Regions from separate parts of the Manis pentadactyla genome. Here region 1 is linked to region 2. Evidence: chromatin contacts called from public Hi-C data. All regions are on one chromosome and are shown on one strand. Each heading gives the region's core, a stretch centred on a gene start, on an enhancer-like site or on the middle of the called end of the contact. The rest is flanking DNA. Distances are from core to core; before and after follow the strand shown. Region 1 holds the start of ABCC5 (ATP binding cassette subfamily C member 5). Region 2 holds the start of PARL (presenilin associated rhomboid like).

What was found. A called contact is a pair of places that touch in the nucleus more often than the background predicts.
Region 1: a Hi-C map of fibroblasts shows a contact between it and region 2, with 5 times the contacts expected there. The contact joins the promoter of ABCC5 here to the promoter of PARL in region 2. A contact is called at or near these places in 2 of 3 Hi-C or Micro-C datasets (fibroblasts and skin fibroblasts).

The regions. Positions count from the first base shown.
Region 1 is chr1:114,168,067-114,175,064 of mManPen7.hap1, reverse strand. It overlaps ABCC5 (ATP binding cassette subfamily C member 5), which reads left to right and starts at 4,586. Exons shown (of 31, transcript XM_036875147.2): 1 at 4,586-4,698.
Region 2 is chr1:114,037,974-114,044,244 of mManPen7.hap1, reverse strand. PARL (presenilin associated rhomboid like) reads left to right here and starts at 1,842. Exons shown (of 9, transcript XM_057500512.1): 1 at 1,842-2,013. The coding sequence starts at 1,889.

The sequences.
Region 1 (6,998 bases), core at 3,337-5,836, 130 kb before region 2:
TGCTTGTTATCTTAGCTGAGCAGATTTAGATGGTTGTTCCGGGTAGAAAAGCTGGAGCAAAAACATGGAAATTACGGTGCTGCCTGGACCTCAGATTCGAGTAGGAGAGTGACTGGAAGTGAAGCTGTGATATGTGGGGCCAGATCATGGAAGGCCCTATGTACCAAACCAAAGTTTGGTTTCATTTGATAGCCCAGTGTTTCCTAAACTTGAATAAGGTCCAGACCTCTTTTAAGGGAAATGATTCTCCTTAACCCCTGATGTTGACTTAAATTATTTATAATATCACTTAAATATGTATGTTCATAAAATCATGTGTAGTCTTTATGATTATAAGTCTTACACCACTCTAAAATTAAAATAAATTTACAAATTATATATATACATATACAGACTGCAGAATCAACACAACACTCATTTAATGTAATGGATAATATAACGTTGTTAAAATTAGATAATTGTCAATTTTCCCCGTTTTTAACAAGGAGCTAATTTAATTAATTTTGTTGGGAGAATTTGATAGTGCATCTCAACAAAACAATACTTAGAGTTAAAAAAAATTCTTTATTTAATTTTAACTACTACCCAACTGCTCAGGAACTTGGGAAGTGATTACTACAAAGGCAGAATGTCTGTGACTCTTTCCTTCATAAGTAAATATGGGATGTGCTTATAGTGTAGGATGACATGCCTACACTACTGTGCACTGCGTGAACACTCAGATTCACCCACTGCAGTTCTCTTTTGAAAACAGTCTCTTTTGAAAAGACTGAAACCTTTGTGTGATAAACATGATATTATGTCAGTTGGCCTTCATTTGGCATTGTTTACATCTTAAATCCTCTTCTCTTCTAGTTTGCCTGATGCCATTAAAGAGGTTCATCATTCTGTCACACTGCATTGTTTCCATGATATCAAAGTAACATTTCAATTTAGTAACTAACTTTTAAAAATCTTATTCCATGAAAATGACTTTCGTTGCAAAATTGATCCACAAAAGAGAAATTTTGTCTTTCTAACTGGCAGAAGAATTCAACATGAGAGCCACAGCAAATGTGGAGTGATCATTACCACCTGACATTAGCTCCAGACAAACTGGGCAGAGGAAGGTATGGAGGCTATTGCAGCAGAACACTTATACCAGTGGGCTGTGCTGGTACCACTGTCCATCCAGTTCTGTAAACAGAAACCTAGGTGTTACCCTTGACACCTCTTGTTCTCATCCCACCATGTCTTAACCTATCAACAAGGTCTATTAATTTTACTTCCTAAATTTCTCTTCAGTCCATTCTGTTCTCTCCACCTTTTTCACCACTATCCTTGTCCAAGCCACCATGATCTCTTTCCTGGAAGACAACAGTCACTCCCAGCAAGACCTTTCCCTTTCATTCTAGCTACCTCTAGTTCTTTCTCCAGTCTGCCAGCTACAGTGTGGTTTTCAAAATGCAGATTGTATTCTTGACCCTTACCCAGTCTCCTTTGACAACCCATGTGATGGTTTGTTTTGCCTTTTTTCTCTTTGTCTTAAGACCTGTAATGTATACAAGGCCTTCGGAGATGTTCTCTTCCTTCTCCCACTGCTTGGCCTTTCCTGGTCCCTCTGCTTGGAGTGCTGTCTTCTCTGCACACCTCCACGGTCTTCACCGCACTAACTTCTACTATCCTTCAGATGTAAGACCTACCTCCCTTTTCTAGTACTTATCACAGTTGTAATTTAAATTTGGATTAATGTTCATTTGGAACTCTTAGCCCTATGAGGGCAGGAAACGTGTCTGTTTTAGCTCCATTGTATTTCTGTCAATGACTGAATGAATATTTTTAGGTGACATTATACAACATAAACATTTTAAAATACAAATCTATGTTTCAACATAAATTCTCTAGACTCTTGCCTGACAGTTGAAGAATACCATCCCCCAAACATTTCACAATGCAGACACATTTCAAGGAAGGGATGCTCTGTAATGTATATAAGTTAGGTATAAGACTTTGACCTAGGCTATCTGTCCTTGGGCAGACCAAGATACCATAGTGTATCAAGGCCTGGCACCAGAGCCATATAGTGTTTTTCATTCTTCTTCTTTTTTTTAACCTATACTCAATGTACATTATCTGAAGTATTTCAGGGAGATTTTAGAAGCTTTTTATTTTATATGAAGGTACCAGATATGCAAGTTTGGGTTCTACAGTGAGGCATAGTTGGGAGTATCAGCATGTTTTGGCAAGGTGACTTGAGGTACATTGAAAAAAGGTTTTCCGTATCTAATGGGATGGCCAGAGGTGCTTCAGCAATTCTCATCAGTAGAGACTGGTATATATGTGTGTGTGTGCATATATACATATGAAATACTTAAAGACTACTAAAGAGTACAGCAAATCATATTAAAAGCACCTGTATATCCAACCCCAAGCTTTGTTAAATTTTAACATTTATAAGTCATTTAAAAAAAATATTACAGAAACATGAAGCCCCATGTGTATCCCTCCCTGATCTCATTCCCCTTCCTCCAACATGAGGTAACTACACCTTGAAACTGTTATCATTCCCAGACTGGCTTTATATTTTGAGATACATCTGTGTATCCATAAACAACATATATTTTTACATGTTTATAAAATTAATATAAATGTGGTCATGCAATTTCAGTCTTTTTGTGACTTACTTTTGCTCAACATTGTGTTTAAGATTTATATATATTGATACATTATAGCCCGTATTTTTTGTTATATAGGATCCCATTGTACTAATATCATAATCTGGTTATCCCGTCTCTGTTAATAGAATTTAGAGTCTTTTCACTATTGCAGACAACGCACAACAAATATATCTCCTTGTGTACATCTGTGGAAGACTCTTGAGGGCAGCTTTTCTCAACTAAGGGCATCAAGCCCTAATGCTCTAAGGTATTGTGTTCAATGAATTAACTACTCCTTTGGGTGTCTAGAGCGACGTGTGTGTTATCCTTGAGAGTACTGAGAAAAATGGTGACTCAAATAATTTTGTGTAGGTTTTAATTTACCTGCAGAAGACTCCACTGAGAAAGGCTACCATAGAGTGTATATATAGATGTGGAATTGCTGGGTTCAAGGAAAAGTGTATGTAGTAGAAATATTAGCATCCACCAGAACTGTTCTTTCCTTCTTCCACTGTTAAGAAGTTGTAGATGGCTCATAGCTGTCCAGCTGAGGATTGCATTTCAGTTTCCCTTCCAGATGTGCCCATATGACTAAACTGTCCCCAGTGAAATGTGAATGGAAACTGTCCATATCCTTTTCCTATTTCCCTATTGGGTTATTTGCCATTTCTTGTTGAGTTATAGAAATTATTTGTAATTTGGTATTTAAAAACTTTGTCAATTATAACTTGTAGCTTATCTTCTCACTTTACGGCATCTTTTACACAAGTTCGCATTTTAATATAATAAATGTATCAATCTTTCCTTTTCTTTGTTTTTGTATCTTGTTTATGAAGTTCTTCTCTACCCCAAGTTCATAAAGATATTTCACATTTTCTTCTTAATGTGTTAAAGTTTTCCCTTTCACAGATAGACCTTTGATCTGTCTGAAATTGATTTTTCTGTGTGGTATGAAGCAGTAATCCCTGAGTTTTAAAAAATACGGATAACTAATTGCCGCACCACTATTTATCAAATCTTTTTCCTTTCCCCACTGATTTGTAATGTTTTCTCTGTCACGAATCAAGCATAGAAACTACATGGTCTGTTTGACTTATACAAACCAATACATTGGTTGATTTATTCATTCTTGTGTAGAAACACTGTATTAATTACCTCAGCTTTGATACATTAGTGTCAAACATGGACAAGTCATGTTATCCTCATATATATATATATATGTATATGAAATGGGTAATCATAATACTTACACAGGGTTGTTAAGGAGATTAAGAGAAACAGTAATTGTATGTAAAGCACCAGATAGAGTAGGTAGGCACTCAGCGGAGAGTGGTTATGTTATGATCATGTTGAGGGTACAGAGGAAACACAGAGAACTAAAGTGATTAATTTCTTTGGGAACCTCAGTTTAATTTATAAAAGGGAAGAGTTGGCATATCGTTTCTAAGGCTCCTTTCATTCTAAAAACTGTGATAGATACCGGGCAACACAACATTACCTAATGGGTAGTGGGATATCGGCGTAGAAAGCTGGGTCGAATTCTGAGTAAGCAATCGTAATTGTTAAGTGCCACAACAGATGTGGGGCTGGTTGGTGGCAAGGACACAGAGGCTATTATGACCTTCACGGTGTTTTCTAACTATAAACGGCCGCACACCGTCGCGACCCCGTTGCCTAAAAACACTGGGCTGATCGCTCACAGGGCTACAGTCAACCCTCCCGGCTCTCCACTGGGGCACACGGCCTCGTGGAAGATTCCAGATGGGCTCGCGGAGGTTCTGGGAAGGATGGTGCAGAGCCAGGAGCGCGCTGGAAAGGAGGAGCAGCCTGCACCGCCTCCAGGGCTTCTACGGGCTTCTGGGAAATGGAGTCCTTTGCCGGGCGTGGAGCCTCTGGCTCCTGGAAGAGGGACTACATTTCCCTTCAGCCTTGGGCAGTCTTTGTGCCACACGCCTGCGCAGTGTGGCGGCCAATGCCGCTATAAAGGCTTGTTTTGCTGCGGGGCTGATGCTCGGGAGCGTGGTCGAGTGGCCGGTGCGGCTGTTTTGCAGCCGGGCCGCAGGTAGGTGGCGGCTACCTTCGGACCGTTTCCTTCTCCCTCGGCTGCCGCGGGGATCTCCCCGTGTGTTTCCTCCGGGGCTGGCGGGTTGTGATCCGAAATACGAGCAGTTCAGGACAAGCCAGGACCAGAGAAACGGGGCCTGGCCTCCCTCTCGTCGGCCGCCGCGCTCTCCTCGGAACGCGACCTCTGAGGGCTCGCGGTGAGGTCCTGGCGTGGGAAGGCAGGTAGGGTGGGATGAATGGTCGGGGTACTGGCGACATTCGCGGCTGCAGCCACCAGGGGGAGCTGCTCCCGCGGCCCGTGGGTGTGGGTTTCTATCACTCGCCAGGCCTGAGCTGGCGGTGGGAACGCCCTAGGGCATCCCCAGGGCGGGGCCGGGGCATCCCAGGCGAAGCTGGCCCGAGAGGAGCCCCCATCCTCAAGGTTGTGGGGAGGGCGGCCTGGGGCAACCCCCCCCCCCTCAAGCCGCACACCGGAGATTTTTAGCTGCCAGCGACTTTGGAAGTCATCCTTTCGGTTTTTTTTGCAAATGGGTAAAATGAGGTTCGTGACAAGTACGTAGAGCAAACCCTGGTCAGAGCCAGGCATGAAACGCAGATCTCTCTACTGTCATCAGTGCCCTTTTCACTTCCACCATCACCCAGAGCTGCACGTTGCTCTGTATTTATTATGCAGGGGTCATTTGGTTTCTGCACAGACATGGAGAGGCAGGAGGCAGATGGGCACAGGAATGAGTGGCAATGTTTCAGGTTTTGAAGGAAGAGATGGGTAGGTTATACTGGGGTCTCTAGCATAAGTGAAAGGTGCAGAAAGTTGGAGATGCAACAAGTGGATTATAGGAGGGTGGTAAATATGTAATCTTTTAGCTTCAAGTTATCTTGTGCAGCTTCAGAGCCTGGAATGAGATTCCTGAGGTGTTGGAGACTTAAGGAATGTAGTAAAGGCAATTTGGAAACACCAGTCTAGCTAGTTACGGTTCCTTTAATCGTGTGCAGCCCCCCTCCCCCAGTGCAGCTTCCTCTGCATCGTTGTGCAGGGAGAATGCCTACACTTTTGTCCCTGGAAGGAGAGTCTTGATAAAAAAGGCAGCTGACCAGTGGCCTCACTGTTGATTTTTGAGTATGGGTACTTCTTTGAAGAGGGGTGGTGGTGGTCTTACAGTTTCCTTTTTCTGCTAGTGTCATTGTACAGCTCTGGCTCAAACATAAACAAAAATCTCTTCCCTTTTTTCTCTCTTGATAGCTGAGGCAAGTTAGCATTTAAAAAATACTTTTTAACAACTTTAAGGGTGAACAGAAGAAAATAGGGAAATACAAACAGTATCAAAGTCTAGCCTAGTGATCTTAATTGCTTTTTCCAGATTTGGGCCTTGTTTTTTTCCAAAACCTATGAGGCTTCCTAGGTCTTGGCTGGCTTTTGTGTGTGGTGCCCTGCCTTATATTCCTGGTACACGGATGATGGATAACCTTATGTTCAAGGCCAAGAGATAGTAACTTTGTGCCACTGTAGGCCTGCCTGCTCTTCATAGCCATGCTGCTTTCCCCAGGAAATTAAAGAAGCAGGAGTGTTGAAGGTAATGGAAAACTGTTGCCCACACCCTTCAGACGCAGAATAATTTGAAATAAAGTGGTTAAAAGAAACCTTGGTTGTCAACGGTTCTTAGATAATTGAGGTGATCTTTATGTTCTTAACGTGGCATTTGGTATTATGAATGAGTTACTTTGGCCTCCTCTCTTTCAAACTTCCTCCCCTCCTGCCTTTTTTCAAAGTAGGACTAACCTTTTCAGCTGCCAGATAATCAGGTAGGCTAGCAAACCTTTGAAGAGGAGGGTTGGCCTTCTGTGATCCCTGTAACAAGAAGGATTTCCCTGATCTGCAGCTGCAGGTCAACACCAGGGACACTGGCAGGAGCCAGGTCTATTTATTGTTTAAGGTTAATGAGGTCTCAGTGACATGATTGCTGTGCTCATGGTTGTGAGCTGGTGTTCTTTCTGCAGCAGTTCGTCATTGGACAAGGTGACTTTTTTTTTTTTAAGATAAGCAACTTCGCAATATCAACCCAGGGTATTTGAACCGGACCTCTGAAAGGCAAGAAAATCAAGCTTTCTTTGGGCTGGAAACGTCTCTGTAGAGCAGATTTAGTCTTTTTTTAAATTAGAGGATTAGTATGGGTTCTCCTTTTTTCTGATGCCTTAAAAAGTGAATTGTAGCTATTAGCATTTTGTCTGCAAAGTAGTACTTTTAAGTCACAGTGGTAGTTACAAATTTATGGAATCCAAAAGGCAAAGTAGCTATACTTA
Region 2 (6,271 bases), core at 593-3,092:
ACCAGGAAGAGAGCTCTCCTCAGAGCTTTCCTTCCTGGTATCGTGATCTCAGACTTCCAGCCTCCAGAAATGTGAGAAATACATTTCTGTTGTTTTAGCCACCTGGTCTACCATATTTTCTTATGGCAGTCCAAGTAGACTATAATGCAAGATTGTATGCAAATCTGCCCCTTTGCTCTGGAGGAAAACATCTTCCTCTTTCAAGGTTGTTTGCTTGCTTATGACTTACTGTTAAAATTGTAGATGCCCCAACCTCACTTTCCTCAGTGGAGAAGCAAATCCACTTCATGTTCACCATCCATCTGACCCATGGCATTGCCACCATGGAACTTGGAGAACAAGGGGAAGCCGTACAAACATGATGCTCATGCTGCTTTTTGTGCCATGGATATTAAAATGTTCTGTGTCTGGCCCAGCAGTCTCCTGTTTTATGCCAGCATCCTTACTTTTTAGCTTGCAAATAGTAAAATCAAATCCCAGACTTAACATCTATGACAAACCAATGTGAATGTTAGTTTTTCCAACAAGTCATACACTGGAAGCCATTAGGGAACCAGAATCTTTTAATAATGGGCAGTAAACATGCCTTTGTTCTACAGGGCAACACAATCTCTTTCCTCAGATGTGTTATGGACCAAATTGTGTCCCACTAAAATTTATATGTTAAAGCCCTAACCTGCAATGTGATGACATTTGGAGGTGGAGTCTCTCTTGGAGAATATGGTCCCACTTTTCTGCCTAAAGGTAGGGAATAAATATCTTCTTTCCTGGAGACAGAGTCTTATCAGCCCAGAGACCAGAGAACAGGTATCAGAAGTATCGGCAAACAAACCTTATTAAACAAACCCTTACCTTCCTTAACCAGGAAGTTAAGGACTACCTAGCCCTAGCTGGACTACCCCTAGCCAAGTCCTATTGTCATAGCAATTCTTCACAATTAGTATTTTTTATCTAAAAGGTTTAAAATCCTCCTGCTCTGGTGTCTCAGATCTTCATTCTCCTGTGAAAACGCCCATGTACATGTAAAAATTCAGTAAAATTTGCATGCCTTCTCTTGTTAATCTGTCTTTGTCAATTTGATTTTCATACCTGGCCAGGTACCCTAAAAGGGTCAAGGCAAACTGTCCTCCTCTGGGGCTTCCCAGAAGAGATGACAATTCTGGTTGGTCTTAAGGACAAGTTGGTTAGGGAGGCTGAGAAGGGAGAGAAGGGACAAGTGTTTCAGGAAGTGAGTATATGAACTTGGGATAAGTAGGAACCAGGGAGAAGTAGGTGCTTTTAAGGAACTGCAAATAATTCCCAAGCTCTACAGGTAGAGCAGGAGGGAGGGATGGAGTGGCAGGCCCTAACACTGACTAACAGGTAGTAGGCAAGGGCTGAATCATTAAATTTGAATTTTATCTAGAATCCAGATTTTCATTTCAGGCTTGGACCTTCTTTAAGGATCTGAGGCACATCCTCCTAAGTGTGCCATAACATGAAAGGGTGAGATGTCGAAAGACGACTGGTAATTTAAGAAAAGTGGTGCTTCACTCACCTCTCTGTGCCCCTGAGCTACTGCAAAACAGTGATGATATCAACCTCAAGTGCTTTGAGAGGATCAAATGCAATAACTTAGGTAAAGTGCCTGGCACACGGTATTGCTCAATAAATGCTAGTTTTCCCTCTTTTTCCTCTCTGCAGCTGAGGTGGAAGGCCGGGCAGCAACCCCACGCCCATGACAGGTCCAGGCTTAACGGCCCAGAAAAATGGCCGCTCGGCCCAGGTTCGGCCGCGCGGGGGCGCTCTAGGCCGCTCCTCGGCCCTCTATGGTTCTTCCTTCGCCCCGGAAGCAGTTTCGCGGCAGGGGTTGGTAAGGTCGGGCCATGGTGGGGCAGAGGTTGGGAAGATGGCGTGGCGAGGCTGGGTACAGAGAGGCTGGGGCTGTGGTCAGGCGTGGGCCCCGCCGGCGGGCGGCCGCAGCTGCGAGGAGCTCACTGCGGCCCTGGCCTCGCCGCGGCTACTAGGACGCAGGTAATGGCCGCAGTTCCAGGCTTTTCGCCTCGGCCCCTGGACTCTAGCCGAGCATCCTCAGGAAGCCGAGGGAGCCTCTTGTGCTGACCCCGACTCACCCCCTCTCCTCATCCGTCTTTTCCTCTCTCCCTTACTATTTCCTCTCTCGCCTCTGTACAGCTGCCTCGCTTCTCGTTGCGCAACCTGCCCCGGGCCGGAGTGCACAATGGCCGGCTCCGGGAGCCCGCGCTGTCCCTTTTCTCATCCGGAGGGACGGGACCGACAGGCAACTGACCTCTGAGGGCTAGTCTCGTGCCACGCCTTGTAATCCCGCGAGGAAGCTATTGGACCCATTTTTTCAGTGAGGCAGTTACACAGCTGGTAGAATGGCAGAGTTCAGATTTTATTCTCTATCAGTCTTTATAAAGCCTATGTTCTTCAACAAATTATCGTTAGCATTTCGAGATGTAAGGGAAGGCGGAGTCAGAGGAGGGCATCATTTTGCTGCATTCAGCGTCGTAAGAGAGGCTTTTGCGTTGAAGATTTGAGATTGAAATTTTCAGTTTCCAGGTGATTTGAAAAGAAAACTACTCGAGGCTTCCCGAATAGAAACTGTATGAAGAGTAAATCTATCAGTATTTGCTGCTTTTGCATTAGAATAATTCAATACTAAGTTGAGAGAAGAGAGAAATCCCTCAACTGCCCAAGATTCGGATGTGTATTTTGATCTGTAACGTGTTCTTGTCCTATCAACTCAAAAAGGGGTGGGGAGGGAAAGAGTAGAAGAACCTGTAGCTCTAACAAGGACTCCAAATGAATTAGATCAGGGATTTGTAAAAAACAAAACAAAACTTGGATACGTTGTATCTTAACGTCATGATACACTAACGTGGAGCTTCAGGCACTAATCTTAAATTTCGGAGGAGGCGGAGAATGAGGAAAGTCAGGTGGAAGTGATGATAGATTTCAATAGTCCTGATTCCATTGTTTATTCCAAATCCCAGTTGAAATTGCTTGATTTGAGGGGGAAAAATGAATGTGGCTATTAGGAAGCAACAGGTGTATTAAATAAGGCTATTGCTTCAGGGGAAGCAAAAGAAAAATAACTTGATTAATGAAACACCTCCAGTAAAAACTGGAGACCAGTTGAAAACATAAATGAAGAAACACGTTACGTTGAAGATTAACATCTAATTTTTTTCAAGTTTGTTATTTATATGCAAAGTTTGAAAATTAGATTTTTGTGGTCGCATGGAAAAAATGAACTTGATGGTAGAATAGAGCATATGCTACTTGCCTCTGGAAATAAGCACTGTAAAGTTACTAGGAAGCTTGAGTTACCTTATCTCTAACTTTATTTCTGGTTTGACTTCTTTGGTTCTAAATTGGTGTGAAGAATGAAGTCAGGAATATGGTTAAAAGCAGAGTTCTGGGCCCAGTCCTGATTCTGATGTAATAGGCCTGAAGTGTAGCTGAGAATTTGTAGTTTCTATAAGCACTATAGGTGTTAATAAAGAGTTCTCGCAACCTACAGCAGTCCTAAGGCAGCCCACCAGCCAAGAATGGTTTCTATGCTTTTAAAGGGTGATAGAGATTTAGGTTGTTCTTCACAGACTAAAATATTTACTATCTGGCCTTTTACAGAAAAGGGAGAAAATCTCATGCTCTTTAGAAACTTTATCAGACTTCTGACAGTACTTCTGAGAAATGGTTTGGGCTTGAAAGAAGCCTGCATAAATTTTCAGTTGTATGAAGCTAAGAGAAGAAAATAGTTGATTGTAGCACTTAAACAGTTTAAATTTTTTAGAGTGGGATTGCTGATGGGAAGTCCAATCCAGGGAGATCTCCCTGCCCAGTAGGTGAGACCTCAACCCAGAAAAGCGTTTTTGACTTTGAGAAGGAATTCACAAACAAGTTGAGCAGATAAAAGTAAAAGTACACGCTCAAGAAAGAGGGTAGGTGTGCTTAAGAAGTGAGCGGTATTGGGGGGTGGGTTCTAGTTGGGTTTGTTGTCTTGCCAATGGGTTTCAGCCCCGGGCAAGTTCGCTATGGATTCCATGTGACCAAAGAAAATGACAGCAAAACGTTCTTGGGGTGAAAGGGTTATACCCAACTTTATTTCCAGGTGGCAGGTCAGTCACTAAAATCCCATTCACTCAGAGCGAGTCTGCATGCAGCAAGCTGGTCTCTTGCCTCTGGGCCCCTCTGTCCTCACAGCCGTCCCACACAGCCATCCTGCACAGCTGTCCTCTGGACCTCTGTCCTTGGCACTGCCACCACTCCAGCCTCTGCTCTGCTCTCCTGCAGCCATGCAGCCCTGCCACCGTGTCATGCCCAGAGCACTGGGCGGAGCTCTTTATATAGTCAGCAGCCATGCACTGCCCACAGGTGTGCAGTGAGCTAGTCAGCCAGGGCCAGGTGAGAATCCTGGCCACAGGAACTCTCATTTTATCCATACTCCACCCCTCCAGGATTCTCTCCTCTCAATCTATGTGCCCTTAGTCCTCTGCAATGATCCCTGTGCAAGGAAGCTCGAACATTGTTCTCCAGCCTCTCCAGCAAAAAGTCTTGCAGACACACAGGCCGAACTCGTGGCTCTGTCTCTGACCTCTGCCTCTTTGGTCTTAATGGCTGGAACTGCTGCTCTGGTTTCAGCTGTTGCCACAGCTCCAGTAAGATCCTATTTGGCTTCCCATCTAATTTCCTTCCATCTACTCCTGCCTGTATCAAATCAACCCACATCTGGATCCTCGTAACCCTCACGAGGCCCCTCAAATTCCTCTTGCGAGTAATAGGTCTTATTTCTTTACAGTTTTTAGTTGCTTCAGCTGCTGTATGTGTCACCTCGCATTTTGTAATCGCTGCCACAAGGCAGGCTGCACTGTCAGGGAAGACAGCTCTCCCATCTCTGATCCCGACAGAACAATTCCATCCACCCCTAAGTCCCACAGCCACCTGCTCAGCCTGAGTATAGGGGCGGACCATAGAGTGCTCCACGACCTGGGGAGGGGGCTGCTCCTCTCCTTGGGGAACTTTCAGCTGCTGGGTCTTTATTTTCTTTACAACCACTGGGCATTCTTTCAATACGGGAGGGGCCGGTGCCTACAGCACCACCCCTTCATCCTTCCCCAGCCCCTCCATTTCTGGGGCTGATTGCACCTTTCTCTCCACTCCCCTGAGTGCCTTCTCTGCTACAACGCCTTGCAACAATGCCAGCTCAGTCTTCAGAAGGTCTCTTACCTTCAGCTCAACGCTTCACAGCTGATGTTCTCCTGCCACCTCCTCCTGTGCTTCCCTCAGGGGCTCGTCCTTTTCCTTGATGGCCTCTTCCTCCTTCGGAACACCTGGCAGCACTGCCGTCTCATCTCCAATGGCACCTTGCTACTGGCGCTTTCATGCTGCCTTCTCTCACATCAATGCCACCTCCTTCCTCAGGGAATCCACAGAGGTTTGCAGCTCGCGTTCTCGTGCCGCCATTTCTTGGGTCTCCTCTGTAGACTTTTAAGACTGAGAAGCAGCCAACCCACAGTTCCCGCTGCCTCACAGGCACTCAGGTCTCAAAGGACCTGCTTACTATACCAAGGGCCACCCCTACTGCCTCAGGTGTCACCTCTGCTTGCCTTCAGTCCTGGGGTGGGGCCCAGTCCTCTAGGAGGCAAGCCACTTCAGACCACATACCCATTGGGGGACGATCCACTGTCTCCCCATTCACAGGCAGCCCGCTGAAGCACCCCTCCCATAAGGGCAGCCTGTCTTTTTCCTTGGTCAAAAATGAACCATGCCGACTTTCACCAATTGTCTTGCCAATGGGTTTCAGCCCCGGGCAAGTTCTCTATGGATTCAATGTGACCAAAGAAAATGACAGCAAAACGTTCTTGGGGTGAAAGGGTTATACCCAACTTTATTTCCAGGTGGCAGGTCAGTCACTAGAATCCCATTCACTCAGAGCAAGTCTGCAGGCAGCAAGTCAGTCTCTGCCTCTGGGCCCCTTTGACCTCACAGCCATCCTCTAGGCCCCTCTGTCTGCACAGTCGTCCCGCACAGCCCTCCTCTGGGCCTCTGTCCTCTGCTCTCCTGCAGCCTTGCAGCCCTGCCACCATGCAGTGCCCAGAGCACTGGGCGGAGCTCTATATAGAGTCAACAGCCATGTATTGCCCACAGGTGTGCAGTGAGCTAGTTAACCAGGGCCAGGTGAGAATCCTGGCCACAGGAACTCTCATTTTATCCACAGTGTCTTATAGATGGAATTTAAGCAGGGGTGGAATGTTCATGGGGTAGG